Regions from separate parts of the Mus musculus genome. Here regions 2 and 3 are each linked to region 1. Evidence: chromatin contacts called from public promoter capture Hi-C data. All regions are on one chromosome and are shown on one strand. The core of a region is the stretch at or near the end of the contact, and the rest is flanking DNA. Distances in the headings are between cores, read along the strand shown. Region 1 holds the start of Sbspon (somatomedin B and thrombospondin, type 1 domain containing). Region 2 overlaps Stau2 (staufen double-stranded RNA binding protein 2). Region 3 overlaps Stau2 (staufen double-stranded RNA binding protein 2).

The links. Promoter capture Hi-C pulls out the DNA fragments that hold promoters and counts their contacts.
Region 2: a contact with region 1 is called in a promoter capture Hi-C map of second pharyngeal arch cranial neural crest, with 3 times the contacts expected there. The contact joins the enhancer-like site here to the promoter of Sbspon in region 1. A contact is called at or near these places in 14 of 39 promoter capture datasets (the 3T3-L1 cell line, 3T3-L1-derived adipocytes, the C10 cell line and 11 more) and 1 of 9 other capture datasets (liver).
Region 3: a promoter capture Hi-C map of liver shows a contact between it and region 1, with 4 times the contacts expected there. The contact joins the enhancer-like site here to the promoter of Sbspon in region 1. A contact is called at or near these places in 17 of 39 promoter capture datasets (the 3T3-L1 cell line, 3T3-L1-derived adipocytes, the C10 cell line and 11 more), 1 of 15 datasets of contacts at CTCF or cohesin (large pre-B cells) and 6 of 484 Hi-C or Micro-C datasets (the AML12 cell line, cerebral cortex, embryonic fibroblasts and 3 more).

Annotation. Positions count from the first base shown.
Region 1 is chr1:15,890,970-15,894,919 of GRCm38.p6, forward strand. It overlaps Sbspon (somatomedin B and thrombospondin, type 1 domain containing), which reads right to left and starts at 1,753. Exons shown (of 5, transcript NM_001033288.3): 1 at 1,470-1,753. The coding sequence starts at 1,683.
Region 2 is chr1:16,397,733-16,401,682 of GRCm38.p6, forward strand. All of the region lies in intron 5 of Stau2 (staufen double-stranded RNA binding protein 2), which reads right to left. Among named protein-coding and RNA genes, the nearest start is that of C130013N14Rik, 85 kb to the left of the region's middle. Within about 2 kb of position 1,714, at least 7 of the 459 cell types and tissues checked have an H3K27ac peak or open chromatin away from gene starts, as enhancers often do. A contact at or near this core is called in second pharyngeal arch cranial neural crest, where this site is marked.
Region 3 is chr1:16,307,034-16,310,983 of GRCm38.p6, forward strand. All of the region lies in intron 12 of Stau2 (staufen double-stranded RNA binding protein 2), which reads right to left. It overlaps C130013N14Rik (a long non-coding RNA gene), which reads right to left. Exons shown (of 2, transcript XR_003947751.1): 1 at 3,922-3,950. Among named protein-coding and RNA genes, the nearest start is that of C130013N14Rik, 5.7 kb to the right of the region's middle. Within about 2 kb of position 2,283, at least 4 of the 459 cell types and tissues checked have an H3K27ac peak or open chromatin away from gene starts, as enhancers often do. A contact at or near this core is called in liver, where this site is marked.

The DNA.
Region 1 (3,950 bases), core at 503-3,002:
GAGTGCAAAAGTAGCCACATGAGAAGTGCCATAGCATAAAACTCACAAGGACAGATGAACCCCGGTACTGTAGGAAAGGACACCCAGGAACAAATCAAAACCAATCCTGGGGTTGGGCATCCCTGGCTATCATGGACAGTGTCCCCTGCAGGAAGAGGGAGCTTTCTGTACAGTGTACATATGGTTTCTCCTGTGCTTCTGGTACAAAGTGACTTCCTAAGGAGTAGAGACAGCATCTTCAGTGTCCCACCATCCCTGTGCTTACTACAAACTAAGGGCTACAGGACTCTAGGATCAATGCATAGGCAAGCCCCTCAAGAATGAGTGCTTTGGAAGACCCAGGGACACGTAGCTGAGACACCCAGTTTCGGGTGTTGCCAGGGAAGGGGACACATGGCTCAGACTCACTGCATTTTCTGGTTCATTGACTTTTCCAGCTTCCTTTAGACTGAGGCAAGATGACTTGTCACGGGAATGGGGGGAGAACTTATCAAAAAGGGCATCCGCCAGTAAATCTTGGAGGTTTTTTGGCTGTGCCCTTCCACAGTATCATGGCTGGGTGACTGACCTGCCTGGGATTGACAGGCTCTTAGCAAAGAGGCAAGAGAGGCCTTGTTGCTACTGGGCCTCTCGTTCCTGGAGTGTGGCCCAGCCCTTGGGTCCTCTCCTCAGAAGTTGCCTAGGACTTGTGTGAGGACAAACCCTATCATATGGACAACTTTGGGACTGATCTGATTAGCAAGGAGCAAAGCTGCTTTGGTTTTCAGAGCTGACTTCTTGGTCACGGCTTGTTTTTCAGGACTGTGTTTCTCATTTCTTCCTTTACCTTTAAGTTCAATTAAACCTGCGTTGACAGAACCCTACCAAGGGGTACTGTGAGATGCTATGGGAATGTTAGATAAGAAAAGACCTCATTCTAAAGGGAAGGATCAAACACTACAGAGACTTGAGGAAAGAAAGTATCCTAAAGATAGTTCCAAGAGCACAGAAAACCTCCTCACAGGAAACAGCGGTGGTCCATGTTGGAGCCCACCACAGAACACCTCAGACCTCTAAGAAAGTGGAGGCCCCTCCCAGGGCAAGCTTGATACAAAGTGAGACAGTCTCATCTTCCTGGCCTTGTTAGTTTTCTCTATCCCCAAACTTTATGAGGTTGACAGAATGAGTGTGGTGACGGCTGGTCCAGGGACACACCCCTGACAACTGTCAGCACCATCCTTCCAGGCCCCAGGTGACTCTATGAAGCTAGAGTTCTTGAGTCACAGAACACATCCCAGAGGTGATCCCCACAGATGTTAGGGGGTGTGCTTCGGGGACATTAGATGAAGCCGACTGGGAAGCCTGGAATGGAGCGGGAGTTGGGGTGGGGGTGGGGTACTGGGATTGCGAAGGCTGATACTGGACTGGCCTGGAAGTGACCAGAAGATTCCTGGCTTCCTAGGGGTCCCTCCCGGCGCCCAGCCACCCACCTGGGCACGCCCTGTCGTAGTCGAAGCAGCAGTCCCCGGTGAGACGGCAGGCTTGGTCACAGAAGCATGTTCCATAGACCCTGTCCAGCCTCCAGCCGCGGGCGAAGCAGGCTGGGTCCCGGCCAGGACAGCAGCGGCCGGCCTCTGCACAGCCAGCCAGGGCCCCGGGCCACAGCCGCGCCAGAGCGCACAGCACCATCCACAGGGTCTTCATGGCCAGAGCTGCCGCGACACTTGCGAACGGACCCAGCTAGAGCCTCGGGCAAGAGCTCGGCTCCTCCGACAGCCGAAGCCCCCGCCCTCGGCCCTCCGCCCTTCCGCACCGCCCCTCGGCTGCCCTGGCTGTGCGCCCGCTCGGCGGGCTCTGGGCGGGTGGCACTGGGGCCCAGGTGGGACGCGCTTCTCCTCCTGGCCACCAGCCGACCCCCGACCACCCCAGGTGCTCTCACAGCCCGCTACCGGCCACTCTCCCCAGGATCCAAACTCTGCCTCCTTAGGTCTGGGGACGCGGTAGCCCGTGCCTGTTTGCACCCGGAAAGCCGCCAGAAAATGGATGGAGCCCCTGTGCACCCGGGCGACCCCCAAGCGCCCCAGCTCGCTCTAGAAAGCCCTCGGAGTCTTTTCCCAACTGTTTCTCCAACTCTCCTGGGCCCTGTCGGGCACAGAGAAGTATCTTTCTGCAGCATTTTATAGTGGCTTTTTTCTCACCCAGAAAAAAATGCTACTTTCCTTCACTTAAAGGACAAATTAATGAATACGAAGAAAATGATAAAGTAGAAACTGTACTCTGTTTTTTTGTTAAAGCCGATTTCCCAAAGAGAACCCCCACCAATAATGGTTTTTCGGTTTTTGTTTTTGTTTTTTTATAATAACTTTCACTCTAAGGTGTTCGTCTAATTTTGGAGGGTTTTATTCGCGTGCACATCTTTGTTTGTTGTCTTGTTCTTGCCACGTTGAGAATGGAAATTAGATCCTGACCGATGCAAGGTCATCCTACTAAGCGACACCCCACCGGCAACTTGTTTGTTTACTTGCTTGTTGAGATGAGGGACTTGCTACTTACTTCTGGCTGACCTGTAACTTGCCATGTAGACCAGGATGGGATGGTATCGAACTCACGAGAGCTACTGCCATCTGCCTCCCAAGTGCTGGAACGAAAGGCATAGGCCTTTACACCCAGCTTTATGCCCAAGTTTTTATATGTGTTTCTTTCTCTTCTCTAAATATATTAAGTTTTCTACACTTTATTCACTGAGATTAATTCTGGGAGTTTCACTTTTTCTTTATGACCTTAAATCATTTAATTAGCATGGTTTGTAGAAAGGAACACTTTCTATATCTGAAAACATAAGAAATCAAATTAAATTCAAAGTCTGGTTTCTTCCTTCTTCATGCAAGAGCTTCTCAAAGAGGAATTTCTGTCATTGGAGAGAAAGTAATATAAGTAGAAATTTTAAACTTTACTACAAGTGTGATAAAGCAACTTAGCAACCAAATATAAAAATTAAGCATGCTATGCAATGGACAAACCTACATTGTAAGGGTTGTATCTGATAAGTCCTGGTCTCAGATTGTATTGACCAATGTAGAATGTAATGCTATTTGATCATCCAAAGAAAATATACTCTAAAAAGAAAAAAAAAAGAAATTTTTCTTTGTGAGTTTATACAAGTAAGTTCTCAGCATTGAAAGGCTTTTTTTTTTGTTTGTTTTCCTTTCTGGCAACTATCTCTTCCTTTAGCTTTTAAAGAAATGATGTGTACTTCTTTGTGTTTTTTACTTCTTTGTGTTTTTAGTTTTGATGGTTAGGACTAAATACTCTTGCCAACAGATTACATACACCCTCAGCGTTCCTCCTGTGAGAAGTTTCATTTGCCGTTTTGTCACAACACATTCATGCAATTCATCTCCACACCTTTTCTAGACTGTCTTCTCCATGGGATGCCTCTGGGCAGATACTTCTGTAATGCCATAAGAGTCTGGAATAGTGCCAGAAAGGTGTAAAAGCAAACAATCCACTGACTAGCTCATTTTCCAGACCAAAGCTTGAAATGAAATGGTAACAGAGAAGAGGAGGTGAGCTCTGTCTTAACAGAAGTGAAAGATGGGCTGGGGAGATGAGTGATTAGAAGAGCTGGCTGTTCTTCCAGCAGACCCAAGTTTGGTTCTCAGTGCTCACTTGGGGTAATTAACTGCCAGGTCAGGTGATTAGGGTGATGGACTCCTTCTGGCCACATAGAAAACACACCCACACACATGTACATGCACATGTACACACTAAGGTGAGTGCTCACACACATAAAAATAAAAGAGAGAAGTAAAGAGCCTAATGTCAAATGCTAGCTCAAATACCATATCTTCACTTCCTTTTCCTTTATGCACCGACAAAAGCAAAAGTTGACAGGAAAAAGGTTAGAAATGGGCTGGAACTGCAGGGTTAGCATACTTGTTTGCCAGGCAGGAGGCTCTCCAACCCATCTA
Region 2 (3,950 bases), core at 464-2,963, 510 kb after region 1:
TGAGACCATGCGTAGACAGACTCTGGAAAGGGCACACGTAAAGGAACCAATGAGAGCCTAAGGCTAGAATTTGATTAATACCTATGATCAAAGTTCAGGAAAACAATAGACGGCAGAGGATGGGATACAAGCGTGTCAGAGCAGAGGAGAACTTAGAGCACAGTGTTAGGAGAGGGTACTTAGCAGCGTCTGAGGGACTAGACAATCTACAGAAGAGCAGCAGGAAAAGTCAGCTTTAGCTCTAAACATCAACTTTTTTGGGTCACAGTTTTCTATTATTTTTTTTAAGATAAGGTGTCTTAAGTGAATATAAGTGTCCTTATTTTTAAAATAGAAAACATTAAAAACATTAAAGAAAAAACAATGAAAGTAAAATACTATTCTTAACATCCAAAGACTAAAAAGAACTTTAAGATACAATCTTTTTGTCCTTTGATGTCAATAAATGCACAGGGCCTGGGCAGCCCCGCTCCCTCAGCCCTGCCACTCACCACTTGAATCTGAGATTCGACACACTAATGGGAATCATGGATATAGACTGTCTTTGTCACCAGCAAAGTTTACTTTCCCATATGCACAGAACTACACATTTTAGTTCGTTCAATAAAACTTCAGGATGCACTAGTTGAAATCAGAAATTGACTCCTGAACTGATCTTAAATGGCAAGCTTTCTCTGTAGAGCAAATGCTTACAATTAATTATAAACTTCTGAAAACAGAGCTCCACAACTGGAATGCTAAGACCTTTAACTACAGTAGAGGGAGTGGGCGCCACTGTAATCACTAAGGTCTGCTGACAATTACAAAACTCATTTTGGTTTGCCACAGAGACAAACAAAATTTCTGTTCATTATAACTTTACTGGAATATGATGTCATAACACATAAGCATACTGAAACAATCTGCTGATTTTTCTGACCAAAATATTAATTGCACACTAAAGAGCCCTCGGGGCCTCTTCCTTCTGGGCCATTGAATACAGCTTTATGTATGTGTATAGGTATGCATTTGATATATATGTATATATAAATCATTTCATATAAATATCAGAGGGAAAATTAAGTATATTGCATTTTTTACATAAAAAGTAAAATACTCTAGTAGTAACAACAGGAAATGCCAAGACCTGGTGCCTGACTTGGTTCATTCCAGTTTCACTTCATCCTCTGGTTTAACAATGATTCTTAGTAAATATACCCCACATGGTTTGAATATCTTACACAGCACATTTCCTCAGTGCACCATGACAATTAAGATTAGCCAGAACACTCTGATTAATGGCATCCAGACTACACTACAGTGCAGATGACATAGAGCACTTCATCAAATAGAATACCATGTGCTGAGGTCCTCGCCTCCAAATACTTAGCTCCTTTGGTAAAGAATCACTCAAAGTTTATTAACTTTCAAAGGTAGTATGTTCTAGTTCCTTCTCTTGTTTGTATTTTTCAAACAATAAGCTCAGTTTTGATAATGAACATTCAACATACGATGCATTTACTTCTACAAATTAGAATATATTAACTAAGCAGATAGTATTTTGTACTCAAAGTTTAAATTCCCATGCTGTTATTGTTGTTAAGAGATGAACCACAAAAACCCCTATTGTGCAATTAAATGATTAAATGAGCTCCTCGTATCCATAGCCTCCAAAGGTCACCCTGCTACATCACAATCGTTTTCTGTGCTAGTTAAAATCTGTCCCACAATCCTGGTCTTCTGAGCTCTTCTCTGCTGTGGACCAGGGTTGCCTTGGTAACACGTCCTACTGTCTCAGAGCTGCTCTCGATGCTCTAGGTTATATCTACACAAGAGCATCTTGGCAAACAGGCAACTGCATCAAACAGGGGACATAACCACTCCTTACTGTGCACTGGCTACATTCTTTAAATCAGCTTAGTCTTTACAGAAGCCCACAGTGACAGGAAAGGTCCTGAATCTCACTTTGAGCAGTAACAACTTTTCCCAATAGAGCTGTTGAGAGTCAAACTTACATCCATCTAATTTCAAAGGTTCAAGAAAATCTTGAAGAATGACCTAAGGCCAGCAAGATAAAGGTGCTTATCACTAAGCCTTAAGATAGCTCATTCCCCAGGACCTGATGCTGAAAGGAGGAAATTTTGGCTTCATGTATGCTGTGGCATGACCTTCTGTGCAATTGGATGCATGTGTGTGCATGTACATACATATACACACACAAAACAAACAAATACAGTGTGTAAAACTGCCTCATTATCTTCTGGCTCTTACCACTTTTTGTTTAGTTGAACAGAAGAGCTAATGCAAGGGTTCTGAGTGAACAAGTCACTGCATGGCTGCTGAAACAATACTCCACAGTGACCTCCTGAGCTTCCACAGATGGAGTTCAAATAGACAATCAAGTGGTGCAACATGGGAAGTCACCATGCTGGCACTGAGAGGCATACTGCTGAACAACCTGGATAGACAAAGGCTAACTTCAAGACTTCTTTTCTATTCTATGCTTCACTATCCCCTATTTGGTGGGTGGGGTGGTGTGTGTGTGTGTGTGTGTGTGTGTGTGTGTGTGTGTGTGTGTGTGTGTGTATGTGTTGGGGAGCAAACATAGACACTTTAAATAACATAGTTATTAGATATACAACAAATCTTCAGACATGCCCCATCTTCAAGACATATGAGACAACGTATCAATCAAGAAAAGATACATGAGTCTTTGGAATTAATACTTAACATGGCTAATACCTTGGCAAGTGTTACTATGACAACCTTCTAACCTATGCCATGTTGCTATCTTCCTAATGTGACTGCATTCAAGGCTTTCTCTCTCCTGATCAGCCAGCCAGGGCTTTATTTTCCAGCATCTCACTTTCCTAAATATCACTTTTACAAGGTGACAAAGACACATTCCAAACAACACTAGGACTTAAAAATTGAAAAATTACCTCATTTCATTTGATGGTGTTACTCATAAATTTCAATACAGCTTAGACATTCATATCTCCTCTACAGGTTTATGTCCAAAGCCCATGAAAATGTTATCTTCTGATCTAATGGGGGAGTGGCTGGAGTTCTGTTTATTTCTAATTCGGACTGAAAACAGGATGTCACTTAGCCTTTCTATCTCAGTTTACTTATCTGTAAAATATTTGCAGAATCTATGATTTTAAAATCCTAAAAGCCAAAACTTAATTCAGATGACATTTGATTATTTTTACTCTTTGTAATTTTTGGCAGCACTTACCCAAATTCTTTCCCTTGCAACAGAAAAATAACAAGTTTATCATAAAGCTGTAAAGTAGTTTTGGCACATTTTCAAGCTTGTACATATATAAAATGTCTAGATAGCTCTTTCTTCACATCTATAAAGTTTGAAAATATATCTTTTATGGTCTGAGTTTTAATTCTTAAGGAATTTCAAATATTAGGACTGATTTAAAAAGATTCACAGGCAAGCTGAAAAGAAGTTTTAAAAGAGATGGAAGGACACTGTTTCTGTTCTGTTTGCAGAACTCCCCTAATTATGTCTTAGATACCTAGGAGGACAGAGAACACCAAAATTCTGATAGGGTAGTTCAAAACAATGGTCTAAAATGGCATAAAAACATTGTTTCGAGCTTTTAACTGCTCTGAAGTTAGACAGAAAAAAAATGTTCAGCAGAATCAACTCAAAAAGGTAATCCTGTGCTCAAATTAAATCTGGTAAATTAATAGTAGGGCATGAATTTAGGATGTGCGAGAAGCCAGCACTGAACCTGTGTCACTGAAATGCCCTCCACATTCAGGACTGTACTGTGGAGGGGAAAGGGTGTGGACAGAGGCCTGCTGTTAGGAGCACAGCAAGTCATCCTCCTGAGCACACTCATACCTGCACAAACCTCTTCTTGCCCCTTCCTTAAACTGAATTACATAAGTTATCACGGTCACATTATTGTCAAACCATGGCAAAAGGAGACACTAGCATTCAGACAATC
Region 3 (3,950 bases), core at 1,033-3,532, 420 kb after region 1:
CATGTTTTTTTTTTTAAAGAAACTTTTCAGAGTAATTTTAGGTTCATAATAAAATTGAGCAGAGTTTCCACATAACCCATGTTTATCTTTATAATTAGTTTGGAGTTTTTTTTTTTTTTTTTACAAAATTGGAAATATTTCATAGCATTTAGAAAAGTAGTGTATATACAACTGGTGTCTAAAGGTTCACAATTGCTAAATGAACAAAGTAAAACATTATCAACGTCACTTTGGAATGTTTTCCCATGAGAATTTAACTCTTGAATTGATCTTTGAAATCACAATTGATCTTAAAAATAATTAGCATGGCATAAAAAAAATCAACCAATAAAACTGGATATTAAGGGCTGGAGAGATGGCTCAGTGGTTAAGAGCACTGACAGCTCTTTCAGAGGTCCTGAGTTCAATTCCCAGCAACCACGTGGTGATTCATAACCATCTGTAATGGGATCTGGCACCCTCTTTTGGCGTGCAGGCATACATGAAGGCAGAATACTGTATACATGATAAACAAATAAATCTTTAAAAAAAAGTTGAGAGTGAGTCCTTTTGCTTGCTCAGTGTTGGAGACTAAACACGGTGCCTCATGCATGCTAAGCACACCCTGTTCCACTGAGCACAGATGCTACCGTTTGATCTCATGTTGGTCGAGCGATGACCCTGCTTACCAAACAGAAGCAATATGACCTAGGTTTGCTGGTGACATACTCCTGTCTTATCTACAAAGAATAATAGATGGCATCTTTCATTGCCACCTTGTGCTTATAATTTAATTTACCTATGTTAAATATTTGGGGACTTAAATGGTATAAAGTAGTTTCCATCGGAGGATGCAAAAGAAGTTCCAATGAACTAAAGATTATTTTAAAATGTGTGATTTGAAAAGGCAATGCTTGCCAGCACATAAAGAGAGCCAGCCAAATAGCAATCAGCCGTGGAAGTACAGTACTCAGATTCTGAAATATAAGCAGTATAAGTATATATAAGTATATATATATATATATATACAGTATATATAAGGTTTGTTCAAAGAGGAATTTTGGACAAGGACAAAGAGGCATGACTTAATTGGAGGTGTATTTCAAAGGGAGAGAAGGTTTCTGGTTTTCAACTTTAAAACAGTGGACTAAATCATGCACACTGCATAATCCAATTTTACTAGGAAAGCAAAATTAGGTTGTAAATGTGACCTCCAGTGAGCAGTAATGCTCTCAAATCTTTGGCAGAGGGAACTATATTCCGTTGATTGTGTCTTTTAAAAAGACTATACAGTTCTCTACTCTAGATTTCACATCCTTTTAGCCAATTATACATACATGGCATTTATTGGTTTAATAATATACCAATGTGAACTGTTCACAAAGGTTTTTTAAAAAAATCTTTGAATAACATCTTACATGCAGATAGAAATGGTTAAGAACCCTAAGTTCTTACTCATTTTTTTTTAATTAGAGGGGACATTAATAATTAGAATACTTAACTAGAATTAAGGAATTACAGGTATGGGGTGTTATGCAGCTCCAAAATTGGCCAAACGTATTCGGAACTCTAGGGAACGTCCGCTGGTCTGAAATTGTGAGTGCAAATCACCTTTGTAGACATAAGCTGTGGGAAAGATGAAGCCACAGCTCCTGGAGCTACATAAGACAGCTACACTCAGTCTTTTTCATAGTGGAGTTGAGAAAATAAGTTTTTATACATAAATTATTATCTATTTTGCTGATAAAAACTGGTGTTTTATTTCATTTTTCTTTCTCATCCCAGGGGAAGGGGTAGTGGGAGAAGAAAGCAATGAGCAGGTTCATGGATTCTGACTATAGTCCAAAATAATTTTACAGCTCAAATTTATAAGTCACTCATGTGCACAATACCACTGGATGTATATAACCTCTTAGAGATGTAGCCATGCTGTATCATGCAGAAGGGAAATTATGAGTCAGTTATAGAGTGCAGAATATTTTCTCTTCCCAAACTTTCCCTACAGCTCGCTGTTGCTTCTAGAAACTGCTTAAGCATCTGAAATAAAAGGTCACTATAGAAACAACTGAATAGCTTGTATTACTTACAAAGAAGTCCAGCTATGAAGCATTTCTAAATGGAATTTCAGCAAGGAGACAGAAGTAACCTTTGCTACAGGCAAACTCTCTTTCATTGCTCTGATGAATACTGATGAAGACAGAGTTGTTTATTATTTCTTTAGAGGGATAAAATTAGTTTCCTCTGTGAGTAAATAAATCCAGAGTCCACAGTCAAGTCTACTGTGCTAGCTATCACACAGGTAGTATTCCCAGGGCACTGGCTCACACTCCAAGAATGAGCTCTGGCCACGTTTAACATAACAGAACAGCTGACACAAGACTCAAAAGCTAAATGCTTTTTTAAAGTTTTTTTTTTTTTTTTTTTAAAGTCTATGGTTGAACCCGCTTTTCTACAAAGGGGTAGGAAATCAATACAGAAGGTTCTACAGGATGCAAGACCTCTTAGGCCTCTTAGAATTCCTTATCTCTGCCTTGGGGTAGGGAAGTGGTCAAAGGCAAGACCAACATAAACAGCACTAGGTCTGTCCCCATAAATATATTTATGAGCACGAAGCTTGAATTCCACATAATTTTCACATCATGAAATTTTATTTCCAGCCACTTTAAAGTGTTAAAGACATTTGTAATTTGGGTAGCAGAATGAACTTGGCCATGGGTCATGTATACTGATTCCTGATCTAGTACACCAACATGTAATAACTATATTGAAAAGTAGTTTCTGGTGATGCATCCTGAAGTGAGATAGTTTTAAAGCTATGGACTTCCTTAACTGTTATATTTGTATAAAATCAAAATTTCATATATTAAACATCAACAAAAGAAATTTTATTTCTACAATGAGATACATATTGGATGGAGAAAATATTCTGAAATGTAAGAATCAAAAATATTGAAGCATTTTTTCAAAATAAACCATATACTCACTTGTCTTTTAAATGCATCTCCATTCATGTCCCAGTTCATTAAAAACTAAGAAATACTCAAGTTAATTATTTTCCAAAGTCTTTGCTCTGGTAGCTCCAGAACCTGACAGGGACAGTGACAACAAGCATGGCCTCCCCATGACATGTAGCACTGACTGATCAATACAGACCTGCCAAAGGGGCCAAAGGTTAATGCTTATTCTCTGCTAGTGACATCATGAATGCAGAACCTGTCGAGGCTCCCTCTGATGATCACTGGGATCTCGTATGCTGCAATGCCACTGAACTATATTTTATATTGATAAAGAGTTGTATTTGTCTTAATCAACTGTTGCTGAAGTGTAGGATGCTTGGCATCATTAAGATTCTAGGAACACAGTCTTAAGTCATACTGCCCAGTGTCCCATTGGGCAGAGGCTAGAACTAAGACATGGCCCCAGTATTTAAACCAAGTAATTCAGACACCAAGAAAGACAAATGCATATGAATGATAGGCAAAACAAACAAAACAAAACAAAAAAACAAAACAAAAAAAACCAAAAAACAAAAAACAAAACAAAAAACCCAAAACCTAAAGTCTGTAAATAGCCCAGGAGAGCCACTAAAAGGCATGTAATCCCTGAGTAGAGTTACTTCAACATGTGGAATTATTATAATCTTTACATTAAAAAAGTCTATCTAGAGTCATCAGAAAAGAATGCTTATAGGTTGAACACTCTCATATCCATTTTATTTTAGATATTCTGCAAAACCAAGCTCCCCTAGTTTTCTTAGGAATCCAATTTACTTCCTTCCTATAAACATGAACTGAATGCCTCCAAAATGCCTAGGAACAAGAAAAAAACCTCAAGAAGATAACCATGAGAGAGAAAACGGGAAATGGTTTGGTGAGTGAGCCCACGGGCTAATGTAAAAATTACAGAAGAGTGTCAGATAGATGGGTCAGGGGTACTCCTTACTCTGGTGGAGGACGTTGGTTGGTTTCCAG